2 separate regions of the Mus musculus genome follow, and region 2 is linked to region 1. A link is a contact called in public Hi-C data. All regions are on one chromosome and are shown on one strand. Each heading gives the region's core, a stretch centred on a gene start, on an enhancer-like site or on the middle of the called end of the contact. The rest is flanking DNA. Distances are from core to core; before and after follow the strand shown. Region 1 holds the start of Tspyl3 (TSPY-like 3). Region 2 holds the start of Kif3b (kinesin family member 3B).

What was found. Hi-C and Micro-C count contacts between places; a contact is called where the count stands out from the background.
Region 2: a Hi-C map of Th1 cells shows a contact between it and region 1, with 2.1 times the contacts expected there. The contact joins the promoter of Kif3b here to the promoter of Tspyl3 in region 1. A contact is called at or near these places in 11 of 39 promoter capture datasets (the HPC-7 cell line, HPC-7-derived erythroid cells, cranial neural crest and 7 more), 1 of 15 datasets of contacts at CTCF or cohesin (CD8 T cells), 7 of 484 Hi-C or Micro-C datasets (B cells, CD4 T cells, Th1 cells and 4 more), 8 of 115 datasets of contacts at active chromatin or transcription factors (the 230-238 cell line, CD8 T cells, Th17 cells and 3 more) and 4 of 9 other capture datasets (adipose tissue, embryonic stem cells, liver and 1 more).

Annotation. Positions count from the first base shown.
Region 1 is chr2:153,220,784-153,226,834 of GRCm38.p6, forward strand. It overlaps Tspyl3 (TSPY-like 3), which reads right to left and starts at 4,658. Exons shown (of 1, transcript NM_198617.2): 1 at 1,587-4,658. The coding sequence starts at 4,533. The coding sequence ends at 3,529.
Region 2 is chr2:153,288,010-153,294,038 of GRCm38.p6, forward strand. Kif3b (kinesin family member 3B) reads left to right here and starts at 3,407. Exons shown (of 9, transcript NM_008444.4): 1 at 3,407-3,495. Gm39961 (a long non-coding RNA gene) reads right to left here and starts at 3,417. Exons shown (of 3, transcript XR_866869.2): 1 at 3,130-3,417.

The DNA.
Region 1 (6,051 bases), core at 3,408-5,907:
GGACAATGGCTCTGGGAATCCTTGGGGCTTCTGAGGAGAGCTACTGACTGGAGATAAGGCCAACTGAAGATCCAGGAGATCTGGAGAAGCAATGTCCTCTCCTCGCTTGCTGCCCTGTGAGCCAGTCTTTCCTCTGAGCAGTATCTAACACTCCTCTCGGCCACACACAGAATAAAGCTTTGGAGCCGAGCGTGGTGGCGCACGCCTTTTAGTCCCAGCACTCGGGAGGCAGAGGCAGGCAGATTTCTGAGTTCGAGGCCAGCCTGGTCTACAAAGTGAGTTCCAAGACAGCCAGGGCTATACAGAGAAACCTTGTCCCGAAAAACAAAAACAAAAATAAAGCTTTGGTCTAGCATCCACTGTTTTCAACCTCCCCACCCAGCCCTACCCATCTACTCGGGTAGACATCATGTGTTCAACACACTGCATTTTCAATATGCCCGTGTCTGTACTCACAGTTCACCCTGCCAGAAAGTCCCTTCTCCAGACTCACATGTTAGTTTTATTTATTTGCATTGCTGGGATGGAACCAGGGCCTCACACAAGCTAGATTACTTAGTCCTCTCGTTGAGCTCCATTCCTCTGCCAGAACACTGCTTATTAAACTTTTGCCTACTCCTCAAAGATCATCTCGAGACCAGGCATGGTGGGCCTTGCCTACAGTGTCACTAATTGGGAGGCAGAGGCAGGCAGATCTCCATGAGTTTGAGGCCAGCCTGGTCTATATTAACCAGTCCCAGGCAAGCCATGACTACATAATGAGACACTGTTTCAAAAAATTCAATCAGGCTACCCTCAGAATTCTGTACCAGAGAAGTCTTCCATTTCCTGTCAGCTTCAGTGGGGTGAGCTGCCAGCCATGGACTGAATTATGGCCTCTGTTTGGAGTGAGCATCATGTGGCAGTGTGGGCTCTTGTCCTGGTGATTTCTAGGAGTGAGTTTTCACTTGCATATGTGTTCCAGTGGGATGACAAACTGTATAGTCACCCCTTATCACTCCACCCCTCTCCACCCAACTGCAGTCCTTTGGACAAGAGATGTGCCCTGTTCTTTATCTCGTCAGAACCGCACACAGCACTCTAGCACCCTCGGATAAGGTCACTCATCCATGCTGATAATTGGGAGATGCTGAACAGTGAACCAGGGGTGCTAAACAGCAGGTGGATGGGTCCCTGTTCTCCCGATTCATGGGAGCAAGAGAAGAAGACAGAAAAACATCATTGCAGAGTTAGGTGTAATAAAGAGAAAATTCCCAAGGTGGGAGCAGGGAAGGCTTTCAAAGAAATAGTAGCAGAGACGTGAATAAGTGGGAAGACCCAAACTTGTAGGTTAAGAAAAATTCCAGAAAGGGGAAGAGCAAATGCTGGAACCCATCTGATGCATCTCAGGAATGGCAATCAAATGCATTGTGTGTACATGTGTGCATGTGTGTGTCAGGGGGAGGGGAAGAAACCATTGAGCTGAGAGAAGGTGTGGGGAGGCACAAGGACCAGCAGAGGCAGGGCTTGGGTCCTTGTGATAAGGGTTCCTTTTCTTGCCTGTTCATGAACAGAGGCTTTTGGAAGAGGAAATAATATGACCTAAATTATTTTTCTGCCAGATCAGAAGGTTTTTATTCTTTATCATAAATGTCAGAGATAAACCCTCTTCTGACTGCACAAAGAACATTTCTCCATGTGGAAACAGATCAGTTGGAATAGGGCTCAGGAGGTCAGAAGCATCAAGACCATCCATTTCAGGGTTACCTCTAGGGGTTACTCACACAGAATACAGTAACAATGTCCAGCCTTAAGTCCTGCAAAATCACAGGATTCAAACTCTGGTTGTAAGATAAAATTATAGTGCCAGGCTACAACTTAATAACAACAGTAAACAGTCACAAATGCCCAAGCGGTACAGAGCAGTTATAAGGTGCAAAGCTACCTTGCAAATGTCCTCAACTCAACCTGAGCAGGCCTGTGTGCTCAGTTTTTCAGCAATGGCAGAGAAGTTGATGATGCATGGGTCTTACTCAACAGGCACAAAATGGAAACCACGTTAACTTCCTGCTCACATAAGCTCATTACTGGACCAGAAAAGAGTCAAGACATGGCAATATTATGTTTCTCTTCTAATTTACAAAATATATTGGTGAATCAAAAGAAAGGGAGATGAGGGTTCTCCATCTCCATTATTTTATGCCCCCATGTCCTAGGGAGCAGAGAGCAAGGCCTTTCGTGAGATGACAACCTGGGGGGAACTCGGAGGGCAGGGCAGTTTAGCCTTTTATCTATAGGAACCCACAAGGGGTAGAGGGGCAGAGGAGGAGGGGAGACTAAAGTTTCTTTAAAAGAACACAGTGTAAAATGAAGTGATTAACCATCCCTGCCCCAGCCCGACACTGGGTACTCTGGATATTCTAAGCCTCGCTAGAGAAACCAGAGCAAAGTGGGCAGAGAACACCAGCAGTTCAGAGTTTAGTCTTCCTCACTGGAGACAGGCAAATTCAAGAACCGGTCTCCTTAGCTATTTGGGGAAACAAATAGCATCTTCAGATATGTTTCAGCGTTGTTCCATTAAAAGCCATGTGATATCTCTGCCAGTGGAAGCAAGCCCCATGGCCAGAAGCCTCCCTTCTCCAGGACCTACAACCTGGCAGCTTAAAAACAGGTAGGTGTAGGAGAAGCTGACAAGAGGTCTGGGTTCTGTGTAGGTCTTGGAATGAGGCTTCTTAAAGGACTACCAACCTTGCTCCTGCCTTGAGCACACACCCAGATATGCCAGCCTACTATAATCTCTATGGTAGTAGGAGCGCTCACGACATTGACAGGTGACCCTTCCAGACCTGACAGCAGGCAACAAGGATGATGGTAGACAAGGTAGAACTCCTCAGAAAGCCAATGGCCAGGCATGGGTAGGGTACAACACGGGTCTTCACAAGCCAACACCAGGCTATAGGAGGGGCACGCATAGGATGAAGAGAGCAGCATGGTCAGGAATAGTGTACTTCTGGCCTTAGGCCCCGCCCATGTCTCTTCACCTGGCTGTCCAGGCTGCAGATCCTCAATAGTCCAGTCGGTAGGAGCTGCTCTGTCTGCGGTCTTGGAGCCATGGGGTATCCAAGTCTGGTTGCCCATCAGGACCAAATGCACCCGCTTCATCTTAGGTGTCACACCTCAGTTTGGGACAGTCAGCACTTGTCAAACTTTGAAGAGCTAGGCCTCCAACAGGAGCTGGTCCTTGTGAAGCCTTGTCAGTCGTGGTGGCAAGTAAGTGAAAGGCCATGTTTTACATGTGGTCCAGGCCAAAGCCATGATGACAGTATACATCCATAACATTGGGTGCCTGCTATAAGTACAGTGGCGTATGAGAAGTACATGACATAGAACAGCGTGAAGATCACAGCCTTGGCCCCGAGTCCACCAAACACGCTAAGGATTCAGAAGTCACAGAGGAGAAGGCAGACAGTAGAGCACTGGCCTAGACATAGGCAGGTTGGCAGGGAGAGAGCAGGAGTCCTATGTAAGCACCAAGTATCAGAGCAGGACTTAGCCAGACTGGAACCCATAGGGCCTTGGCCGAGCCTCTGCTGACCACCTTGCAAGGCTTCGTCTAGCTCTGTAGGGCCTTTGCCCCAGCAAGTAGTATTGCAAAGGGTTGGGCCACAGGTCATCTTTAATGATCTGGGCCACCCTGTCAGCTTCTAGGAGGCTATGCTGTGAAAACCAGCTGAAGAAGCTTCGCACGGCATCCCGGTTCCTGTGCACCAAGGCAGGAGGTTCCTGGCCTCGGTGCCAGAGGATGCGAGTAGCAATGGACACCACACCGCCTGAGGCTCTGCACTCATACTCCTTCACTATCACCTCATTTCGGAAGTAAGGGTTGCTCTCAAACAGGAACTTGAACTTGCAACCTGTTCTGGAGTGCCTGAGCTCCCTCACCTCCAAATTCATCAGGTAGCCAAGCATGTCTTCATCCCTAGGGCTGATCATAGCTGATAGCTGTGGGTGGTTCAGGAAGGCAGTGACCCAAAAGCCTGGAATATTTTGAATGATGAAGCTCCTACGGGCTAGGTGCAACCGACGCATCCTCCCAAACCTGCGCACCAGCTGCAGGTGGGCCCCATCCGCCTGGGCACTCATGGCCTCTAACTCCCACTGGATGGCCTCTAGAGGGTCCACGATAAGAGCCCTGAGGTCCAGAGGCCTCAGGCTCTCCTGGGCTTCCGCGACCCACTCCAGCTTCTCCCCCACCTCCGCAGGCTCCTCCGCGGCTACAGAGTCTTCCTCAGTCGTCACTTCCTCAGTCTTTCCTTTGGTCCCCACCCCATTACCCGAGCCCTTCTCGCAGCCATCCAGGTTCAGAACGCGGGAGGCAGAGTTCTCTCCAGTGTTTTCTGAGGAAGGCGGTGCGGTTGCAGGGCTGGCTGCGGGGTTGCAGGGCCTAAGCGGCTCAGCTCCGGGGACACGGGGCCGGGCCGGGTGTGCATCCCGCTCTTGTATGGGCGGCAGGCACATGGTCGCCTCCAGAACCCCGATCCCCTCCCACGCCATCACCTACTGAGTGTCTGGCTGGAGCGGCCAGGAGAGCACCCGCAGGATTGTGGTATGTCGCGGCAGTAGAGATGCAGGCGGCAGGCAGGGTCTCCTCTCTGGGGCGAGCTCCGCCCCTTGCACCCCCCTGCCGGATGTGACTTGCTAGAGTCACTCCACTGCAGGAGACAGGGAAGATGAGACCACCTGAGTCAAACAGAACTGGTTCCAGGTTAGAAGGGCAGGTGATGAAAAAAAAAAATGCTGGGCTGGTATAGACTAGGAAAAGAGCAGGCATTAGGAGTCAGGCCCAACTCAGCAGATGTGGTTGTAACCTTGCATCAAAGCCAGCACAACACGGGAGGGTTGTTTTCCTTCCCTGGCTCTTTGCAGCTTTAGGGCTGGCAGATAGGACACGTGCAGTCTTGTCAGGATGTATTATCCTGGCATAGGCAGAGGGCTTACCAGATTCAAACTGGGAACTAAAGATAAACGTAACTGTCAGGCAATGAAGCTGCTGGGAAAGCCCTAGAAAGATGAGAGGCCAGGAACAATCTAAAGTTGCTCCATTGTATTGACCTGTGAACATTTATGGAGTGCTTTCATGGTTGCTAATTGATATAGGATGGCACAGCCCCACTGTGGGTAGTGCCATCCCTTGTCCGATGGCCTGGGCTGTGTAGGAAAGGTAGCTGAAGGCTGTGAGGAGCAGAGGAAGCCCTGATGAAATGTTTATTACTGATAAGGATCAATGCCTCAGACTTACAAACTGCCAAAGCCTTCCTCTGGTTCTGTGTTCCCGGGAATGCTGGTAAGTGGACAGAAAGCATTAATTACAGCTTGTACCCCTCCCCCCCAGATGTTTACAGCTTGAGACTGCTTGCCCAGAGAGACTATCAACACTAACCCTTCCTTCTCACGCCATACCTAATAAAATGCCATACCTAATAAAATGCACGGAGGTTCCAATTGCTGCAGCTGGCTTGGCTTCAGCAGAGGGTGTGCCACACTAATCCTAGTTTTTCATGCACATATCTGTCCTTTCTTCACTCTCATCCCCTTGTCCAGTTTCCAGAACCAAGTCCCCAATGATAAATTGTAACCTGTATGATGAAATAAACCCTCTCACTCCCAAGCTGGTTTTGGTTACTATTTTAACTAAGCAAACTAGGACAGGGACACTCTCCTTGTTTTGTTTCATTTTAAAAGAGGTCCTCTCATCAGGGCCTGTGTCTGGGATAGCCCCAGAGCTAGGATGTAACTGCCCCTGCACTCCACAATCCAAGTGTGGCAACATTCCTGTAGTCTCAGCCCTCAAACTTGTGTAGGTCAGTACCTGGAAAGTATAATTCTGCCTAAATGTTCCTGCCTTTCTCATCAAAAGATACCACAGCTCCCTCATCTGAAACCCCTAGACCTCTCATATGACATCCACTATCTAGAGTATAAAGTAGAAAACTCTAACTGGGATTCTGACCCACTGTGGTGGACAGTGGACATTTATCAAGGGGGAGGGTGAAATAAAAGATCAGCCCTCTG
Region 2 (6,029 bases), core at 2,157-4,656, 66 kb after region 1:
CATGCTGAACCTGGGCACCTCGCCAAGTGACAACCATTAAGCATGTCTCATGTATTTGGCCTCCATCCAAGCTCAGCATCTTATTTCCTCTTGAAAGGGGCTCAGGAATACCACCTCTTTACCATCCAATAAATAATTCCTATTTCTTTAGTCTTTTTATACCACCCCTTTCCAGCCCTCTTCCTCAAATAGCATCAAATTTCAAAGGACACTGAGCCCTCTTACCGGCAGGGCTCCTCTCATTGGCAGTTACTGCAGCCTTAGGACACCATGGGCCTATGTAATAGGTTTTATTTTTCCTTCCATGAGTTAGAGATTGGAATCCAGGACCTAGGGATGCCCAGCAAGTGCACTACACTCATTCTGTAGTTCAAGCTAGACTTGAACTCCTAATCTCTCTGTTTCTGCCACCTACCAAGTGCTGGGATGAGAGACATATATATCAGACTCCATATTGTACTTCATCTTTATGACAAACCTGGACAGTGTCAAATATATATTTTGCAGGTGGGTAATTTGAGTTCAAAGAATGATTTGCATTGGGTCACCTGCTGGATAAAGGACAGAATTGGAACTCAGGCCCCAAATTGTGTATACCTGAAGTCTTTGTTGGATAGTCTGGAACTATTCTGTGCAGTATGGTAGCCAGTAGCCACAGGTGACAACTCAAACACAAATTAACCAAAACTACGTAAACATGACTTGGTTGCTTGGTAGCCCTGGTGTCATTTTGGAAACAGAGCAGTTACATGTGGCTAGGGCAGCCATATTGGACGGTGCCAATACAGATCATTTCTACCACAGCCACAGGCTGCCGAACAGCACTGTTCTAGAATGTCAGAGAAGAAGGGAAACTTGGTGCTTTTGCCATGCCTTGGGGAACCAGGCCATGCTATCGGTCAACTCTGTAGGAAGTTCATTACAAGTTCCTTCCTGTAGGCAGGATCATAATAAAGGCCAGAAGCCCTGGCACACACCTTTAACCTCAGCATTTAGGAGACAGATACAGGTAGATCTATATGAATTGGAGGACAACCAGGTCTACATAGTAAGTTCTATATGGTGAGACCCTGTCTAAACCAAGTCATAGTAAAGCCAGCCATAGTGGTCGAGGGTAACAGCTGAGTGAGTTCGTTACTCAAGCATGAGGACCTGAGTTCAACCCCCAGCACCCAGATTAAAAGGCCACATTGGGGGCTGGGGAGTTGGCTCAGTCGTTGAGAGCACTGACTGCTTTTGCAGAGGACCAGGGTTCAATTCCCAGCACCCAAAGGGCAGTTCACAACTGGCTGTGTGTAAGTCCAGTTCCAATGAATATGATGCCTTCTTCTTACCACCTCAGGAACCAGACACTCACGAGGTGCACATGCGTACATGCAGGCAAACATTCATACACGTAAAATGGTAAAGAAGTTTAAAAACAATTTAAAGCCATGTCGTAGCACGTACTTGTGATCCCAGTGCTGGGAGTGAAAATCCCCCCCAAAAATGCTTTCTTCTATAAAATGCATTGGCATGGGGCTTCATCAGAGCAACAGAAAAATAACTAATACAGAAGAGGCAGAGGCAAGCAGATATCTGAGTTCAAGGCCAGCCTGGACTAAAGAGTGAATTCCAGGACAGCCAGGGCTACACTGAGAACACTGCCTCGGGAAAATGCAAGAAAGCAAACAAACAAAACCACCACTACCAATAACAACAACAAAACACCCGTCTGGGAGGCCCTGGGTTCTGTCTCCAGCACCACGTAAATGTCACGTGGTGCAATGTGCCTGTGATGTCAGAACTTAGGCAGGAGGATCAGAAGTTCCAGGTTATTTTTGTTTTCCTAGTGAATTTAAGGACAGCCCAGGGGCTGGAGAGATGGCTCAGCGGTTAAGAGCACTGACTGCTCTTCCAGAGGTCCTGAGTTCAATTCCCAGCAACCACATGGTGACTCACAAACATCTGTAATTGGATCAGATGCCTTCTTCTGGTGTGTCTGAAGACAGCTATAGTGTGTTTATATGCAATAAATAAATAAATCTTAAAACAAAACAAAACACAACAGCCCAGAATGGGAGAGGGTACAAAGAGCAACTAAAAGAACTAATGAAAATGAGAGAAAATTTTGGCAATTATTAGCCCTAGAAACTACCAAGAGATACAGAAGAGATGAAACATAAACACATATATTGCATTATGTTCTTGTAAACAACACATAATGTGTTTGTAACCAATACAGGTAAACTTTACTTTGCGTCAGTTTGGTAGGTATCTTTTTTTTTTCTTTGTGTGTAGCTCCAGCTCTCCTAGACTTGCTCTGTAGACCACATTGGCCTCCAACTCAGAGATCTGCCCACTCCTCCTTCCAGAGTGCTTTTTGCTTTGATGGAAGGGTAGCCGGACTCCAAAGATGCTATGCAGGGAGGATGACTTGATGTGATTCCGGTTTTCAAATTATTGTTCAGACTATCTAGTCGAGATGCCAACCATGCACTCCCAGCCCAGCTGGTTTGCATGTGCTGAAGTCAGAGGACAACCTAAGTTGTTTCTCTCCTGCCGGGTGGGTCCCTGGAATCTACCTCAAGCCGTCAAACGCGTTTACCCACTGAGCCATCAGAGGGTAGCATCTTTTCCCTACAATTATGTGTATTTATTTTTGATACTGAGGGACAGAGTCTCGCTGTGTAGTTCGGAACTTGCTCTGTACCCAAGCATGGTCTTGAGCTGTTCATCCTCCTGCCTCCATTTCCCGAGTGCTAGAACTATAGTCATGAGCCATCAAGCTCAACCAAAGTTTTTTGAGTTGATGGTAAGAATAGTGGGACTCCAAGGATGCCTTGCAGGGATGTGCTTCAGGTTTTAAATTATTATTCAGGTCACCTCGCCGGGAATGGATGGTCAGGCCTTATACTCTATTAACAGAGAACAAGAATTGCAGTCGAGTCTAAAGATGACAGGTGGCCTGGCCTTGCTTGTGGTGCTGTTCTTTAAAAAAGTGGAGAAAAGCAGGAATATATGAAAGGCAGACTGTGGGACTCGATGGCCAAATGAAAGTGACAGGCAGGACAGATTTTCCTTCATCCCTGGGTGGCCTTAATTGGGAGCCACTCAATACTAATCTGAGACCCAGATCAGAGAACTGACCTGAAAGAGCTTTCAGAAGGGGAGGATGAAAGCGCGTAGTGTGACCAAGATACTGGGCTCTGTTTCACAAACGGAGAAACTGAGGCACCCGAGACCAGAGGACCGAGTCCGGGTGCCTAGGAGGGTCAGAGTGTCCGCGCGCTGGGAACCTGGAAAACGCCGCTGCACTCCGGGTTCCGCCCCTCGGCGAGCTCCTCGCTTCGGAGGCCCAATAAAGTTATTGAAATTGACGCGGTTGCTAAGGAAGTGGGTCGCCGAGCCGGGTTGCTAAGGAAGTGAGCGCCGCGGTCTCTCCCCATCCGGGGCAGCTGGGAATGGCTGAGCCCCGGGTTCGCCGCCGCCGCCCGCTCTCGGCTGCGGCCGCAGGTGAGTTCGAGATGCTGGGGTCACCGCGGGGCGCCCAGCATTATCCCGATGTCGTTGCTCTGCGAGCCGCAGCATCCTTTGTCCGGCCTCTGTGGTATCTCTGACCACCCGGCTTTTTCTCGGGCGCGGCCGGTACGACCCCCCAGTCTCGGCCGCCCGTGCTCGCTCCTCACGGCCGGTCCGGGGCCACAGTCCCAGGCCCTGGCTGGAAAGGCAGCTCAGGAAGCAAGAACCTGAGGTCCGAGCCTCAGGGCGGTGCCTGGCTCGCTGTGTGACCTTGGACAAACCCCTTGCCTTCTCTGGCAGCAGCAGACCTGTCTGCCCATTGGGGTCTTGACACTTGCCGAGGAGACTTGTATATGAAAGGGCTCCAAGTGGGAAGAGGGTGAACGGCCAGGATACTCTATGTGGAGACCAAGAGAACTGTTTGAAGTCTGAGTGCTTGAGTTTGAGGCTGCATAGCGTGGCGTTGAGTCTTCTCATCTGTAAATCAGATCATGGGATTGCCCTTCGTGGGAAGCAGGGCGTCTGGAGTAGCTTGGGACATGATGCTTAAAAAAACAAAACAAAACATGTTAATTGCATATAACGGGTTTCATGATGACGTTTCATCCGTGTGTATAATTTATTTTATTCGTGCTCCCCTCCCACTGACCCTTTCCCTTCACTTTTTAGTCCCTTCTAATTCCATGCCCTAGCGCAGTTTACAAAAATTAGGTTCTTTTGAGGAGCATGGGCGTTTTGCCCGTGGCTACACTACAGAAGAAAATGCCTGCTACTCCCTCAATCACCAATAACTCATGTGAGGTGTTAGGTTTGGGGGTGTGGTGGTGGTGGGGACACAACACCTCAGGAATGGGTGGCTGTGTTGTGAGCCCCTCCCCCTAGCAACCGTTAACTGCCCATAAATCCTCGTGTAGGGGTGGGTCCTGTTGAGCCCCTCCCCCTCCACAAAACACGTGGTTAAGTACTACTTATCACTAATGGGATGGAGCCTTCCAAGAAGGGGAAGATGACTTGGAACCAGAAGGACTTAGGTGTGTAGCTTGCTAGTGCATATGGGTATTCTAGACACCCTGGCCATTCCCCACCCACAGTTTTACTTTGTAGTCTGCTCAGAGGGGGGAAGTTACTGACCTCTTAAAAGGTTCTGTACTTGTGCCATGCCTGTCACCCGGTATATTCATAACAAGAATAGGGGTATTTATCTCTTCTGAGAAGTGCTTAGAGCAACTTGATGCTTAAGAAGTTTTTTGAGGCGTATTATCTCATTTAGTCTTCACAGACAGTGTCAGGCAGCTGGTGATGTCACCCGCTCTTGTAGATGAGGAACCTGTGCCTGAGAAAAGTGAACGGCTTGCCTAAGACTGAGGCTTAAGGTGTGATGGAGCTGGACGGCATTTTACTCCCCGCTCCCTGATGCCTCTGCTTTCTCAACAGTAACTGCTAGAAGGCCACAAGGGTATTTTGGGTTGCTTCTAATTGCTTTGGCTAGAAGTTGTTCTCCCAGTGGCATGGAAACAAGATCTCAGAAAAAAAAAGCTCTGCATGTTTTAGTTTGTTCCTAGCATATATTAATTTTATCTGATAAATTTGACTGACTTTTTAAAAATACCATTACTGTAGTTTGTGTGTGTGTGAGTGCCAGCCTGTGCTGTGGTGTGTGGAGGTGAGAAGTCGGCTTTGTGGAGTTGACTCCTTCCACCTTTCGGTGGGCCTTGGGGATCAAACTCCGTAGACTCAGGTTGTCAGGCCTGTGTGGCCAGTGCTTTCCCTGCTGAGCCGTCTCCCCTGCCCCATGTGATGTTTAAATTCGTGTGTATGTGTGTGTTTTGATCATACTTACCTCCATCACCTTCCTACTCCTGCTGATACCCTCTCTTCCCACATTGTCTCCCCTTCCACAGCTCCCCTCTTTGATGACCCAGCCAGTCTAATTAGGATGGCTTATGGGAACACACATGAGGATTTATTTATAAGAGCACAAGTAACTTACTAGTGTTTCCATGGCTGAAGAAGTGCCTCTTTCTCAGTCACCATGGACTGTCTGTAAGTCCTCAGAGACGAGCGGGGCCTTATGAAGCCCTGCCCGCTTCTGTGACTAAATATTGATGGGCTCAGTCTCATAGACTTCTGTACAGATAGGCACAGCTGCTAAGAGTTCACAGGGCCACAGCATGTCCTACCCAGAGGCAGCATTCCACACGCCACTCCCCTCTTCTGCCTCTTACATTCTTTCTATCCCCTCTTCTGTGATGCTCTCTGAACCTTGAAGGGGGTGAAATGCCCCCCTTTAGACTGAGCACTCAGTAGTCCCCTACTTCCAGCACCTTGGCCACTTATGAGCCTCAGTAGCCACCGCCCACTGCAAACGAAGCGTCTGTGAGCAAAGCTGACTCCATTACTAATCTATAGGCATAAACCTAAATATTTAGAAAGCAGTTTGACAGATACATCATAGCCATTTAGGAGCTCAACAGCAGTGACTCCCCACTAGGGCCTGGGTCTTCTCCACATGGGCTTTGACTAGGCTA